2 separate regions of the Mus musculus genome follow, and region 1 is linked to region 2. Evidence: chromatin contacts called from public HiChIP or PLAC-seq data. All regions are on one chromosome and are shown on one strand. The core of a region is the stretch at or near the end of the contact, and the rest is flanking DNA. Distances in the headings are between cores, read along the strand shown.

The links. HiChIP or PLAC-seq counts read pairs in DNA pulled down with a chosen protein or histone mark.
Region 1: an H3K27ac HiChIP or PLAC-seq map of extraembryonic endoderm stem cells shows a contact between it and region 2. The contact joins two enhancer-like sites. A contact is called at or near these places in 1 of 484 Hi-C or Micro-C datasets (embryonic fibroblasts) and 3 of 115 datasets of contacts at active chromatin or transcription factors (embryonic fibroblasts, extraembryonic endoderm stem cells and pancreatic cancer cells).

What each region holds. Positions count from the first base shown.
Region 1 is chrX:167,178,618-167,185,565 of GRCm38.p6, forward strand. No RefSeq gene overlaps it. Among named protein-coding and RNA genes, the nearest start is that of Gm39549, 12 kb to the left of the region's middle. Within about 2 kb of position 5,189, at least 46 of the 459 cell types and tissues checked have an H3K27ac peak or open chromatin away from gene starts, as enhancers often do. A contact at or near this core is called in extraembryonic endoderm stem cells and pancreatic cancer cells, where this site is marked.
Region 2 is chrX:167,046,002-167,053,560 of GRCm38.p6, forward strand. No RefSeq gene overlaps it. Among named protein-coding and RNA genes, the nearest start is that of Gm8817, 21 kb to the right of the region's middle. Within about 2 kb of position 3,865, at least 96 of the 459 cell types and tissues checked have an H3K27ac peak or open chromatin away from gene starts, as enhancers often do. A contact at or near this core is called in extraembryonic endoderm stem cells and pancreatic cancer cells, where this site is marked.

The DNA.
Region 1 (6,948 bases), core at 3,939-6,438, 130 kb after region 2:
ACTAACACGTCTAGCTTTGCATGAGTTCTCCTAACGCAACAAACATTGTATCTGATGAGCCATCTAGCTCCGTGGCCCCCTACATTTGATCACTTTTACAATAGAGGTTTAATCAGGTGATCAAAATACTAATGCTAAGGTCTGAAGGAAGTGAGAAACATCAGTGCCTATACAGAGAGTTCTTGCTAAGCACAAGGGAGAAGAAAATCTGAAAATTTCTATTGTGGTATACAAATAATTCAGAGAGAGAAAAAAAATACAGTTACATCTTTTGGGGCCTTCATGTTTCAGTCTTCAAATGAGTGAAATGAAGTTGTGTTCATCCCAGGCAGCAGAAGGACAACTTAATTGAATTAATTCTCACATTTGGGGAGGTTCTTTGACATGTTTAGTTGTGAAAGACCATAGACATGCAAACAATTAGCAGGAAGGAAGAGGGCTTTAGCTGCCTGGCCACCATGGGTAAAAGGGACAATTTTCTCAACATATTGTCAGATTCATAGGACAGAAAAACAGAAGAAAGGCCCTCAAAATAAACAATTGTTACTGACTCTACTTCATCCTGGTTGTATCAGTGGTAGCATGGAACCAGGGCGTGTGAGAATTCAAATCTAACCTTATCTTAAACAAATGATGCATGGATTCAGAATTAGCATGGTCACCTCGGTCATCTGGACACAAAGGGGAATCAAAATTTCCCACAATACTTAGACTTGGATGAAACATCTTTAAAGTAGTGAAGGGATGGAGGAGTGTGGGCTGTTTAAAGTGCTTTGGGGCTTCTTTTTTTCTAACTTTAAACGGCTCACACTCCTCCATCCCTTCACTACTTTAAAGATGTTTAAATTTGGGGGGACAGGATCTCACTGTGTGGTCCTGGCTGAACTAAAACTTGCTATATAAACTGGGTTGAACTCGAACCCTCAGAGATTCACCTGTCTCTGCCTCCGAGCGGTAGGATTAAAAGTGTGGGGTGCCATGCCTGGTTTATACTTTTTCTTTTAAGGACAGGCTCTCATGTATCCCAGGCTGTCCTCAAACTCAGTATGCAGTCAAAAATGACCTTGAACTTCTAATCCTCCTGCTCACACCTCTCCAGCAATGACTTTGCAGGCATGTGCCATAATCATACAGACACTCAGAGCTTTGTACATGCCAGGCCATCACTATAGCAACTGAGTTATATATATCCCCAGACCGTAGGTGACATATTGTCAATCATTCTAGGTTATCTTTTAAAAAACAAATCACTTGCAGTGTGCACACAAAAAGCCCTGCACATGGAAGTGTGTGCATTCCTTTAAAGAGCTAAAGTAAACTGATTTAAATTGGTGGCATTGAAACTGAAGTCCCAAACCTTGCTGTTGGTCTAGGCCTGGTTGTCTTGCTCTCTAGAGTCCTTGGTTTTCATTTGCATGTATTTCTGTTTAGCTTGTCACCACCTCTGCTACTGCTGGTCTAGTCAGGAAGAGGAATCAACCGCATGGCCTCAGAGCCCTCCCACCGTAGTTGAGAAATGGCTGAGTTGGCTCTGAGGACCAGTTCAGGCTTCTAGAATAGAGTGGGCTGGCCAAGCCTGTGATCACAGCAACCACGTTGCTGCTATTGATTGCCAAGTTCAGGGTTGCTTTTCTGTTTTCATTTCCTAGGCAAAGAATTCCAACAGGTACTTTTCTTGCCTGCTTAGGCCTTTCTTAGCAAATCTTTAGCAGGAATGCATGGGCAGGCACTTTTGCTTTGTCTGGAATAAAATAACAACTACATCCACCAGAACAGCATACAAGAGCAGGGAAGGTTTCACTTCCTTTCTAACCTTTATAGGGCAGAAAAGCACAATTTAAAAAATGCTGTCTCTGGGGGAGTAGAGTCACTTCCTGGCTGCTTTTGTCAAGAGAGGCCCTGCCGTCTGACATGTCTTCAAATAGAATCAACAAGCACAGTTTATTACACCTTTCATGGGAACATTTAAATAATGTGGGATTTTATTTAAAATCATTTTCCCAATATTTCAGGGACTCTCATAGCCAAAAGGATGATATAGCCTTGGCTAAAATAAACCTCTCTGTAAGGTATTCAGAGAGGTTTTAAGGATTCTACTCATGGGCAAACAACTTAAGTAGCCCTAGTATTCAGAAATCAAAAACAAAGCAAAAAACCATGGTACATATCTGTTACCCCAGCACTTGGGAGACGCAATCAAGAAGATCAGGAGTTCAAGGCCATCCTTGGCTATATAGTGAGTTTCAGGCCAGTTTGAGTTAACCTGGGTTAACAACAACAAAAACAAAGAAATAGAAAACTAAATTTGCATCGGGCTCTTGGATGTGGAATGTACCACAGCTGGTACAGATGTTTTACATTGGTTTTTCCTTCAAAGGCAAGCTGGACAGAGCCCCTGTGGTGGGTTCTTTGGGCTTCCATAATGTCCGAGACTAAGAAGGACAAACATAAGCAGGCTTCCTCTCTGGAGAGGCTGCCTAGCATACATGCAACTTCTGCTGTCAAAGATTCACTTCCTAGTTGTTTTCCTGACAAGAGCTGAGCAACTCTTTGGTGTTCTGCCTGGAGGTTTGGCCAGCAGACATGATCTTTGGTTCAGTTTGAACCATAATGCAAGAAATGGAGTTGATGAGCCATTCATTGTTGAGAGTGGACATGATGGACTTCAGGAACCTTAACAAAATCATCAGTTTTGGATAGCCCTACAAAATCTAGTGAACGTGGCCTCTTGAACCTGGCACGGTGGCACAAAGAACACCATGAGCAATGAGCTAACGGCATAAAACCACTTCAGGAATTCTTGAAGTCCTGTGCCTCCTGGCAGAAAACCCCTCAGCATCTTGTATAAGACATCAGAATTCTCTGTAATATTATAAGGTAACCCCAGCTTCTACTACTAGTGCTGAAAAGAAACAAGTGTTTCTAAATTTCTCCATTCATTTTCCTATGCCTTCATGGGCAGTGATTTTAATTTTTCTACAAATTAAACTTTATATAATTATTCTAATATAGAAATTATTTGGAGTGCATCTGATAGCATAAACTTTTTTGCTCACATAAACTAAACAAAACGATAAGTGCTCCAGATGGAGTTGGGAAGACAGGTCAATTGGTGGACCTTGCAAACACAAGGACAAGTTCTATGTCCCCACAAACAAATAAGACCATGTGTAGTGGTTTGTGGTTGTAATCCCAGTCCTGGAGAGGTGGAAACCAATCTGTTGTACACAGCAGACAGCCATCATAGCATAACCGTCAAGTTCCAGGAAGCCGGGCGAGAATATCTTACGAATAAAAGAGGTGGATGCTGTTAAGAGAACTTGGATAGTAAAGGCACCTGCCACCAAGGCTGACAATCTGAGTTGGATCTCCAGAACCTGCTTCCTGAAAGTTGTCCTCTGACCTCCTTATACATAGTTTGACATGCATGTATACACTCCCGTAAACACTCAAGCAAGCAAATAGATCGATCGATCGATAGATAGATAGATAGATAGATAGATAGATAGATAGAAATATTTCTTAGAAGATGGATGGTGTCTGAGGATTAATATGCAACATTGTTTATAGACACACACACACACACACACACACACACACACGCAACAACTAGTATTTAGGAGGTGGAGGGAGAGAAGTATTCTTTAAAATAAAATAGTAGTCATCAAATGTGAGAAAAGTTGGTAACACAGGACATCAGTTCCCAGATCTGAGCATAATTTGCAGTATATATATAACAAAACTTTACTTGTGTCCACTGTCTCTCTATTTCTGATAAATCTACTGACAGCCTGCACTTTTAAAGGTATACCTTGGCTGTAATGCTTAGCATTAGATAGTAAGGCTTTCTTTAAATTCTGATTTGTCACTGATGGTTAGAAAGAAATGAATCAAATGAAAGGGGGAAAGCAGCAGCCTAACACTGGCTGAGCAGAGCATGGTGCAGGAAGTACGTAGGTGAAACCAAAAACTGGGTTCAGAGAGGCAAACTGCATCCGACTAGCTTCTCTCGATGCTGCCTTCCTGAGAACAGTCGGGTTGTTTGTTCTCTTGCCCAGCAGACACAGAAATAATCCAGCTAGAGAACTCATCTGCTCTTCATAGAAGCCCTTGGTTTGACTTTTCGTGAACTAGAAAGAGACTTAATCACATTTGTGGATGGAGCAAACAGAGGAATTGTAGTCTTGTCCTTTTCCAGAGTTAGTCAACCTACCCAGTCTTTTGAACTAGGTTTTTTTTTTTTTTTCTGAAACATAAAAGAGAGCTACGGCTATCAGTACAGCTCTGAGCTGCTATATGCTCTAAGATTTACGGGCTTTGGAATAATCTCTCAATAAGGTCAGGGCCACTCTGTAATTCACTTGTATGTCTTTCCTACTATCATAGTCCATGCTTCATCAGTGTGTTTCGAATGAATGAAGGCAACCTATGACCTTTCCATCTTTTGTTGTGTCAGAAAATAAATACATATAAAGGAATGGCTAAACAGTTAAAAATAGATACATAATGAGCCCATGTAAAATCCACCCAGACCTCCCCTCCCCCCGGCTCCAGTGTAGAACATTTAGATGTCTGGTAGTTTCTGGATAATTCCTCCATCATACTATTTTCTATCATTATCTATGATAAGGAATGGAAACATGGAAATATTATTTACAAGGATTACGAGGTAAGGTAAAATATGATCCACTACCTTAGAGTCTCTTGCTTGTCACTGACATCTAAGAACTTGAAATTTTCAAATAAAATTTAGTAAGATCTGGACATCGTTTTGGTCAGTTTGCTAATGCTGTATATGATGGAAAAACTCAGAAACTCAAAACTCAGAAGCTGTTCATGCCATTAGCTTGCTTCATTGATCTCGTTCTCCTTTTCCCTCTCTCTGCCTCCTCCCCATCCAACGTCTCTGTCCTTCCACATAAGGTCTTAGAATACTGATCTTTTGGAAACACTATGACAGAAACTTCCCCAAAATCCCTTTTCAGGAATTCTGGGGAGACTTAGTCACCAGAGCTGGAGTACAGCCCCTGCTCCCAGGAATTTTCCTTTCCCAGCCTCCTCAGACACCACCCACAGTCACAACCACACCAGTCACTCGAAACAGGCTCTCCGAGCAGTCAGGCGCTCTACCCAACACCAGGCAAGAAGCCCTTCTAGGGGAATAAGATAACAATAGACAGAAGACAAATCCTGCTCTGTACCAGCACGCCTGTCAGCCCCATTGTTTTGAGAACAAGGACAACTTGGAGCTATGCATTCTCTGCATATCGGGAAGTCTGTAGCCAGCGTTCTGGAATTGTTTCTTTCTTTCATTTTCCAAGGACATGAACAAATTTAAAGTGATTTTTTTTTTTAAATTTTGGTGAGGAAGGAGGTTTCTTGTTTGGGCTCCTTCTTGTTTCTTCTCCCCTTCTTAGAAGAGCTATGGCAAGCTTTCACCTCAAAACTAAGTAGATACAAACTATTAAGTGCAGCAAGTGCAGGTCCTGGATTTTATATTTGTATTTCCCATTGCCAGGTGTTCTTGCATGTCAACTTTCTCTATGGGTTTTGCATTAACAGACCTTATCTGACAGTGGGGAACAAGGGACGGGCCACTTGGGCAAACAGAATGTTTGTCGTGGTAAAACAATTTTGTGAGTAATATTAAAGGAAGAATCATTTGGCTAAAGAAATGAATTGCCTTTAAGAGGAAGAGAATCAAGTAATTGAGTGACTCAATTACTCAAGGACTCCTGTCCAGACTAATTCAACTAATGCTTACTGAAGGTGCGTTCACAGACAGGATCTCATCTTGTGTCAAAGGACTATTTAGTGAATTAACTTGTTCTTAATCATCAACAGAGTGTGGAAAAGAAAGAAAACCCTAGAGTTATTTACATTCTAATTTCTCACTCTGTTCGGGCCTCTTTGTTAACATCTGGAGATGTTTTATATTATTTTCTATTGTGCAGAAATGCCTATATACATGCAGATGGAAATCCAATAGCTATAACTGGTATCTATTTGCCACTCAGTAATGCTAGACCTTTTACAAGTATAGCCCTGTTTAAGGTGCCAGAGATAGATTGCTAGAATAATGATAAAATGACTCGATAATCCAGTTTTGGAGGCACTACAAAAGTGAACTCACTTATATTGTCAGAAAATGTGAGAGCTAAGACTAATATTATTCTACTTTGATTCTTTATTTGCACATAGTGTAGTAGCCCGAATCCCAAAATGGTGCCTATGATTGCTAACCTTTCTGTAACTTGAACGGAATTGGAATCACCTAGTAGACACAGCTCTGGGTATGCCTGGGAGGGTGTGTCAAGAGCGGCTTAATTGAAGAGGGAAAGGAAATCCCTTTCCTTGCACTAGGGTCCTGGGGTGAATAAGGAGAAAAGTAGCGTAACCATCAGCACTCGTCTCTCTGCTTTTTGACTGTACGTACAATGTGGCCAGTCAACTTGAGCTATACTTTTTCTGTTTACCCTCAAACCATAAAGGAGGGGAAAAAACAAAAACAAAAACAAAAGGAAATCCTTTTACCTTCTATCACAGCACTGAGAAAAGTAACTAAAAGTACGCCCAAGACCTCAGCATCCTGCTGTTGTGTCATGATTAGGTAATGCTTTCATAATGATACATCTTATAGCAAGGGTGAAGAAAATCTGTGAACGTAATTAATGTCCAAAATTAGTTGACTTCAAGTAATCAAATGTGGATACCCTTTAAAAGAGGACTTAGGTTTGCTCTCTAGGCATGGTGGCATGTGAAGTAATCATGAAATAATACCTAATATTTCAGTTCTTGGAAGGCTGAGGCAGAAAGATGATGAGTGTGGGGCCGGCATGGGCTAGTCCTTGGAAGAGGACTGACTTCCAACTTCATAATTATAATATAGTCTCAGATGACTTCTTAACTGCAGTCATATAGGACCCTGACACAGGGATCCAGCTAACA
Region 2 (7,559 bases), core at 2,615-5,114:
TGGTGGTGGTGGTGAAACATGGTCTCAGGTATGTGGTCAGGATGACCTTGAACTCCTGATTCTCATGTTTCCATCTTCTAACTGCTGGGATTACATTTGTCTGTCACCATACTTGACAAAGTTTATAGTCTTAAACACTACTAGTAAATTCTACTTGCCCTCCCATGATCACCGTACCACATACTGTCTGAGACTGTTAACCTTGACCTCCTCTTTGTACGTTCCCTGTGCAACTTGTTAGTGATGCTCTGTGACAATGTATGAGACCTGTTGCTCACACAAAGCCCAACAAGGGCTCAGATAGACAAGGCATGGCATCTTGCCCATCTGTCTGCCTTAGGAAAGAGTGGAGACAGTCATTTGACATTTGTGTAGAGATCACTGTGTAATAGGTATGGTGTCAGACCTGAGCAACTTGCCAGTTTAATTTTTAAAGTGTGTGTGTGTGTGTGTGTGTGTGTGTGTGTGTGTTCGCACATCTTATTTTTTTTTTTTGAGGTGTGTCTCTCACTGAGCCTGCAGTCCTGATTGGCTGCTAAGTAAACCTGTGAGATCAGCTGTCTTGGCTTCTCCCATGACTTTTTAAACGAGTGCTGAGTAGCTGTGAATTATGCTCATGCTGGCTCTTTACTCTTGAATTTAACTCTGCAGGTCTTTATTTTCTTTTTGAGAGAGGGTCACATGTAACCCAGGCTGGTCTGGAACGCACTATGTGGCTCAGTTGGTAGAGCACTTGCCTAGCATCCAAGAAGCCCTGGGATTGATTTCTGCACCACCCAAAACTAGGCATGCTAGTTGGTACAAGCAAGCAAATCCATCACTTGGAAAGTCGAGGAGGAAGATCAGAAGTTCGGGGAGAGTTAATTTTACAAATAGCTTTGAGCTCCATTTTGAGGGAGAAAGATGACTGCAGTCCTTGAGTGGAGTCAGAAACTGCACCATCTGTCAGGCACCATCATCCACAACAGCCTGATACCTGACTTATTCCTGGGAATAGAAAGGGGGCCACTCTCTCAGATCAACATGGTGAATTGAGACTGGAGGGGTATATGGGTGTGTGGAAATCATATCAAAGAAACAAGGCACAAGAATTTATCAAATACTCTAGACCAATAAAATGGTCTAATTCCTCCATATGACAAGGTATACTTGACTTCACTAACTAACCATCTACCTGTTTGCTTGTTTAGATCTATATTCAAAGCTGCCATTTTCTGCCCTCAGACTTCAGTCCAGTCTTTCACCAAGAAGCTGAACTCTGCACTTTCACTCTCAAACCCTAACTTCAGCAACTCCAGCAGCAGCCCTTTCTGGTTGGTCTCCTTAGTTATCTTAAAGGTAAAGGCTCTCAGCGCAGTTACACAAACCTTTGGTACACTGCTGCTGCCTCTTTAACACGTATTCATTGTGTAAATCATATATATGCAGGTAGATGTGTGATGTATGGTATGAGAATCAATAATAGTATAATCTAACGTAAAATTTAAACAAAAAGTCCTGCATTCATTCGCCTTGGCCTGGTTTTCCAGTTAGGTGAGATTATATGACAAATTGCTGACATTGAAACCATTACACCTTGTGATTTTATTGCTTTCCAATAAATTCTGACATGTGGAGAGACACACATTTTGCTCATCTTAGTTAACTTCAATTGTCAACTTGATACAGCCAGGGTCGTACAGCCAGGAGATTTTCAACTGAGCAGTTGCCTAGATTAGCGTGGTGTGTAGGCTTCTCTTCAGGGGATTGTCTTGATCATTAACTGCTATAGAAAGGGCCAGCCCACTGTGGTCAGCGCCATCCCTGGGTCAGTGGTCCTGAGCTGTATAAAAATGTGAACTAAGCCTGATCATGCAAGGAAACCAGTAATCAGTGCTTCACCATGGTTTCAGCATCAAGTTTCTGCTTACATGCTTGCCCTAATTCACCTCAATGATGGACTGTGACCAGGAAATACAAGTAAATTAAATGCTTTCACATACACCCCCTTCCCCACCCCAGTTGCTTTTGGTCAAGATATTTGTCACAATAACAGGCTGAAACTAGAACAATGCTTATCAATGTTTGTGCATAGGGCTATCACAAAGAAACAATGGTTATAATCAAGAAAGACTTCAGCCAACAGGAAAGGGGAGAGGGGTGGGGGTGGGGTAGGGAAAGGCTGGGCATGGTGATGTATACCTGTAATTTCAGCATTCAGAAGGCAGATGGAAGAGGATCTCTTCATGGACTCCAGAATTTCGCGTCAATCTGGTTTACATAGTGAGTTCCAGGCTAGCTAGGGCTGCGTGGTGAGATCTTGTCTCAGGAACACCGCGCCCCCCCCCCCCCCCACACACACACACTCCAAGATCTCTCAAACACTGGACCACCAACCGGACAGCATACACCAGCTGATATGATCCCCAACACATATACAGCAGAGGACTGCCAGGTCTGGGTTCAGAGAAGATGGACCTAACCTTCAAGAGACTGGAGGCCCCAGGGAGTTTAGAGGTCTGGTTGGGTGGGAGGTGGCAGGTGGGGACATCCTTGTGGAGACAGGGGGTTTGGGAAGAGGTACGAGATGTGGAACAGTTCAAAGGATGGGCAGGAGGGGGGGATAAAATCTGAAGTGAAATAAAGAAAGAAAGAAAGAAAGAAAGAAAGAAAGAAAGAAAGAAAGAAGGAGAAGGAGAAGAAGGAGGAGAAGGAGAAGGAGAAGGAGAAGGAGAAGGAGAAGGAGAAGGAGAAGGAGAAGGAGAAGGAGAAGGAGAAGGAGAAGGAGAAGGAGATTGGTCTTGTTAGCACATCCCAGCAATCCAATCTCTCAAAAGGTGAAGGCAGGAGGATCAAGAATTCTAGTCATTCTTGGTTGTACAGCAAGTTTGAAGCCAGCTTCAGATACATGAGACCTGTTTCAATAATTATGAGAACACACACATGCACACACACTGGAGGAGTAGAACTGTAATGTAAACATATAGGAAACTAAGGTAGGGGTGGTAGAGGAAGAGGGAGATATGGATATGGGAGGAGGATAAGCTCAATATATAATATATACTTGCATGAAAATGGCTGAAATGACTATAACTGATATGGTTAGCACAGCTTAAAATTAATTTCATGTGCAAAAAAAAAATCACTTAACTAACTACATGCTTGAAATGGGTGAATTTCGTGGTATGTGAACAACATTTCAATAAATATTTTTCTAACAAAGAGTTGTAAATTTTGGATGGATGTCATTGATTGCACACAAATCAGGCTCAATAAAGCCAATGTACAAAACAAACAAACGAACAAACGAACGAACACCAAAACCACATAAGGGTCCAGTGGTTTGGAGGAGGGACTCCTCTTCTGACAGGAAAGAGAGAAGAGTACAGACACAGATGGCCACAGTCCTATCAGCTATTGAGGAACTGTGCTGTGAGAAGAGAGTGACTAGCCACCCTTGATCCAGATGTTTTTTTCCCTTTTTATAAGCATTAGCATCCCAGCCAGTCATACACTCACTCCCACATCCATGAGCTCACTGACATATCTTCATGCAGCATGTGTGCTCACTAGGCAGAATATGTACCGGGACACACTTTCCCCATCTGTGGCTAAACTCAGTCAGCCTTCAGCCTGTTGGTATTTCTGTCACACAGAACCCAGGTTGCCTTGGCAGACAACTGGCTGAATGTGTGTGTTTTTTTCCTCCTCCCTTTAATCATGGGTAGCTGCATAAACAATAGGAGGGTAGGAATAAAGGCTGAGTCAGAGGGCTTGGGGCTGGGAGGCAGGCTTGAATGATAGAGATCTCTAAGTACCTCCATGGTTATCAGCTCCTTATTTAACCGCTTACCAGAGGCTATTAGACAGTATTTTGCAACAACAAGACAGAACCATAGCAACCAGACTACAAAGAGAAGCCCAGACTTCTGGAAAGGGCTTGGAGTCTCTGAAGAGATGTTAGCATTTTGCAGCTTCCAACTTCTTGTGGTTTTTGTTTCTTTTCAGTAGCCACTGGAGATGCACCATGTTTCCTATTATGCACCCTAAAGTGAGGATTTTCTGCAGCTAAAAATGGGGGGCCCTCAGATTGGAATCCTTTAGCTGAAAGAGGGTTTAAATAGAATTTTTTCACTCACACATTCTTGGGATTGTATGTAGCTCAACAGGCAGAGTATAGGGCCATTGTGAGCAAACACTAGGTTCTAGTCCAAGCGCTTTATAAACAGGGCGAGGCATTGTTTGCCAGTAATTCCAGCACTCAGGAGATGAAGGCAGGAAGATCACAAATTCAAGGCCAGTTTCCATGATATAGCAAGTTCTGTGGCCAGCCGTGCTACAGGAAAACCTTGCTCCAAACAAACAGAAACCGAAACAAAGCTCAAAACAGAACAAAATCTTACTTAAGAATATACTTCTATTCTTACTGGGTAAGGACTGATTTTTTTAAAAAATATTAATGATACTCTCTTCATCTTTCTTAGTTGTCCCTCTAGCTTCAGCTCAGCTTGGTCTCCTCATGTCCACAAGGCCTCCTCCACTATTTACCTGTTTGCTCGGATTGATAGCTGAACCTGAACCCATTATTTCCTGATCCCAGACTCTAGTACAACCTTGAGGGCTTGGACAGGGTGGGGGGGGGTAGGGGGGAGGGAACAGGAAGTTGTTATTAAGTAGAGGAGCCAAAGCCTTGCTCCTGTCTACTTAAACGAAAATACTTTGTTCAAGTCCAGTTGAGGTTACATGGTGAGTTTCAGACCAGCCTGGATTACAAGGTCAGACCCTGCCTCAAAAACAGCACCAAGAACAAAGTGGATGGCCCTCCAAAAGAGTTGAAAGCAGTACTTGTACAGGAATGTTCACAGTTGCAGTGTTCATAATAGGCAAATGGAGGAAGCCTAATGTCCATCAGGACATTCGTACCTAAGCAAAATATGGCACAGCCACACAATGAAAGATTACTGGGTCATAAAAAGCACTGCAACACCAACAAATATTTGAGGTGATGTTTTTCTTTTGTCATTACACATCACACGTGTTTATCAGAATATCACACTGTATCCCAAACATGTACACACTTATCATGTGTCAATTAAAAGCAAAGTACCTGGGGGAGAGATAGTTCAGCTAGAAAACTGCTTGCTTTGCAAGCATGATGACCCAACCAATCTCCAGAACCTATATTAAATAATGAAGAGAAAAAGCCAAGTACAGTGGCATATACTCGTCCAGTGCTGTGTCCCTGAGGCTCATGGGCAGCCAGCCTAGCCTACTTTGGAAGTTCTAGGTTAGTGAAAGACAGTCTCTAACAAAAAGATGCATGGCCCCCAAGGAACTACATTTGAGGTTGTTCTTTGCCTGCTACCACATACATGGGTACATGTGAGTGAACATGTTGACGCACCTCTGTAACTCCAGCACTTAGGAGGTAGAGGTAGGGTGATCAAATATTTAAATTTAAGGTCATTCTTGGATTGAGAGAGGAAGGGGAAGAGACAGAGAGATAGGAAGACACACACAGAAAAAGAGACAGAGATGGAGACAGAGAAGAAAAGAGAAATGTGAGTAAGAACAGGTACAGGTAAGGACAGGAGCAGGAGTGGTAAGTAGGGTCAGTTGGAAAATGATTTCCCCTCCAGCCTCCAGCCCGATGAGGACAAGGATTGACTGCAGAGTGCTTTGTTGCAGGAGCCACTCCTTGAGCCACTCTGAATCCCAAGGAAAAGTTAACAAGTAAGAAAAGGTAGAATTTGGTTAGGAACCTAAAGGCATGATAAAGAACATAGTAAGTATTTACAGGAGTTTAGGAATAGCTTAGTTGCGGAGGCGTCACACATGATACATTATAAAGAAGATGTGAATTTACTCAGAAGTCAGAGGTTTTAGCCCCTGATTAAGTGACTATATGACTGTAAACTTGGTCAGGCCATGTAAGTTTCCCGGTCTTGGTTTGCTCATCTAAGTACATCCCAGAGGGATATGGCATCCCAAATGTTTGTGGAACATTTAATACATAACAATTGATTCCCTTCGGGCAAAAAGAAGGTAACTTTGAGATGAGCCTAGTGTTTCTTAGACTGGTCTCCCCTGAGACTTGTTACTAAACCCTTCGGTTTAACTGTAGATGTTCCCGTACTTCTAGACCAGGACCTATTCTTTCTTTTGCAGTGATAAAGATCATGGCCAAAAGCAAGTCAGGCAGGAAATGCTTTATTTGGCTGACAGTTTTACATCACAGTGCCTGTCAAGGTTAAGTCAGTGCCGGAGCTCCAGGCAGGGACCTGGACATGGGAATGAGAGCAGAGAGCAGAGAGCAGAGAGCAGAGAGCAGAGAGCAGAGAGCAGAGAGCAGAGAGCAGAGAGCAGAGAGCAGAGAGCAGAGAGCAGAGAGCAGAGAGCAGAGAGAGCAGAGAGCAGAGAGCAGAGAGGAGTGCTGCTTACTAGCCTGCTCTCTCCATGATTTGCCCACCCTGCCTGCATTCTCATAACACCCAGAACCACTTGCCCAGGGGTGGCACCTCTCACACCAGCCGCTAATCAAGAAAATACACTGCAGTCTGGCCTCCACACAAGTCTGATGAAGGCATTTTTCTCAATCGAGGTTCCCTCTTCTCAAATGACTAGATTGTATCAAGTTGATAAAAAGCTAACCAGCCCGGGGACAGAGGTTGTGTCCTCGCGGCTGTGTCCTCAATGAGTCAGATTGGGAGAGGAGGACATTAGAATAAGCAAGCAGGAAGCAGCTGTGATATAAACCAACAGGTCATGATGACAGTCACAGGAACCATGACACGACTCCTCTCGGACAATGCCTATTACTTACAGCCCTGATTTAATACTAAAGGGAGCGAAAGGGGACGATCCAGGAGGACGGCAAAGGCAATTTCTTCATAGCCATGCTTTTGAAGGGACTGAGCCTCTCTGGGAACCCCATAGAGAATTCCAGATAGTGTAAATACTCATCTGCTAGAATGTATTTTACTCTTTTCCCCCCTAGAATTAAGTCTAACTAATAAGAACATTTCAAATTAAAATATCATAGCATCCATTCATATGGACTGGAGTTCAGTCATGAAATCCATCCCAGGATGCCTTGTCATGGAGCACCCGAATACCTACATGATAGAGCAGAGGGCAGGACTATTTTGTTCCTATTTTTGTACTATTTATTATTTCCTAGCCCAGCAGGATACAGCACAAGGGCAGTGCTCTGTCGCTGATCTCATTTAGGGTAAATCCTGCCAATTATTCTGATATGTGACTTACTTTAGATTATTTGCTCAAACAAATATCAAGCTTTCATTCAGGTTTTCGAGACAGGAATGTCATCACACAGCCCTGACTGGCCTGATATGCACTATGCTTTCATAGCCTATCAACTTGTGGTGATCCTCCTGCCTCAGCCTCCCAAAGTGCTTGAATTATATATGTGCATTCCTGTGCCTGGTGGTAATGCACATTTTCCATATTTTCCTAAGAGTTTACCTACCTTGGGATAACACCTCCCTGTATCCAACCTTGTGAAGAACTAAATCTCCTTTGATGTTTTCTACACTACTGCTCCTTGGGGAATTCTTCCT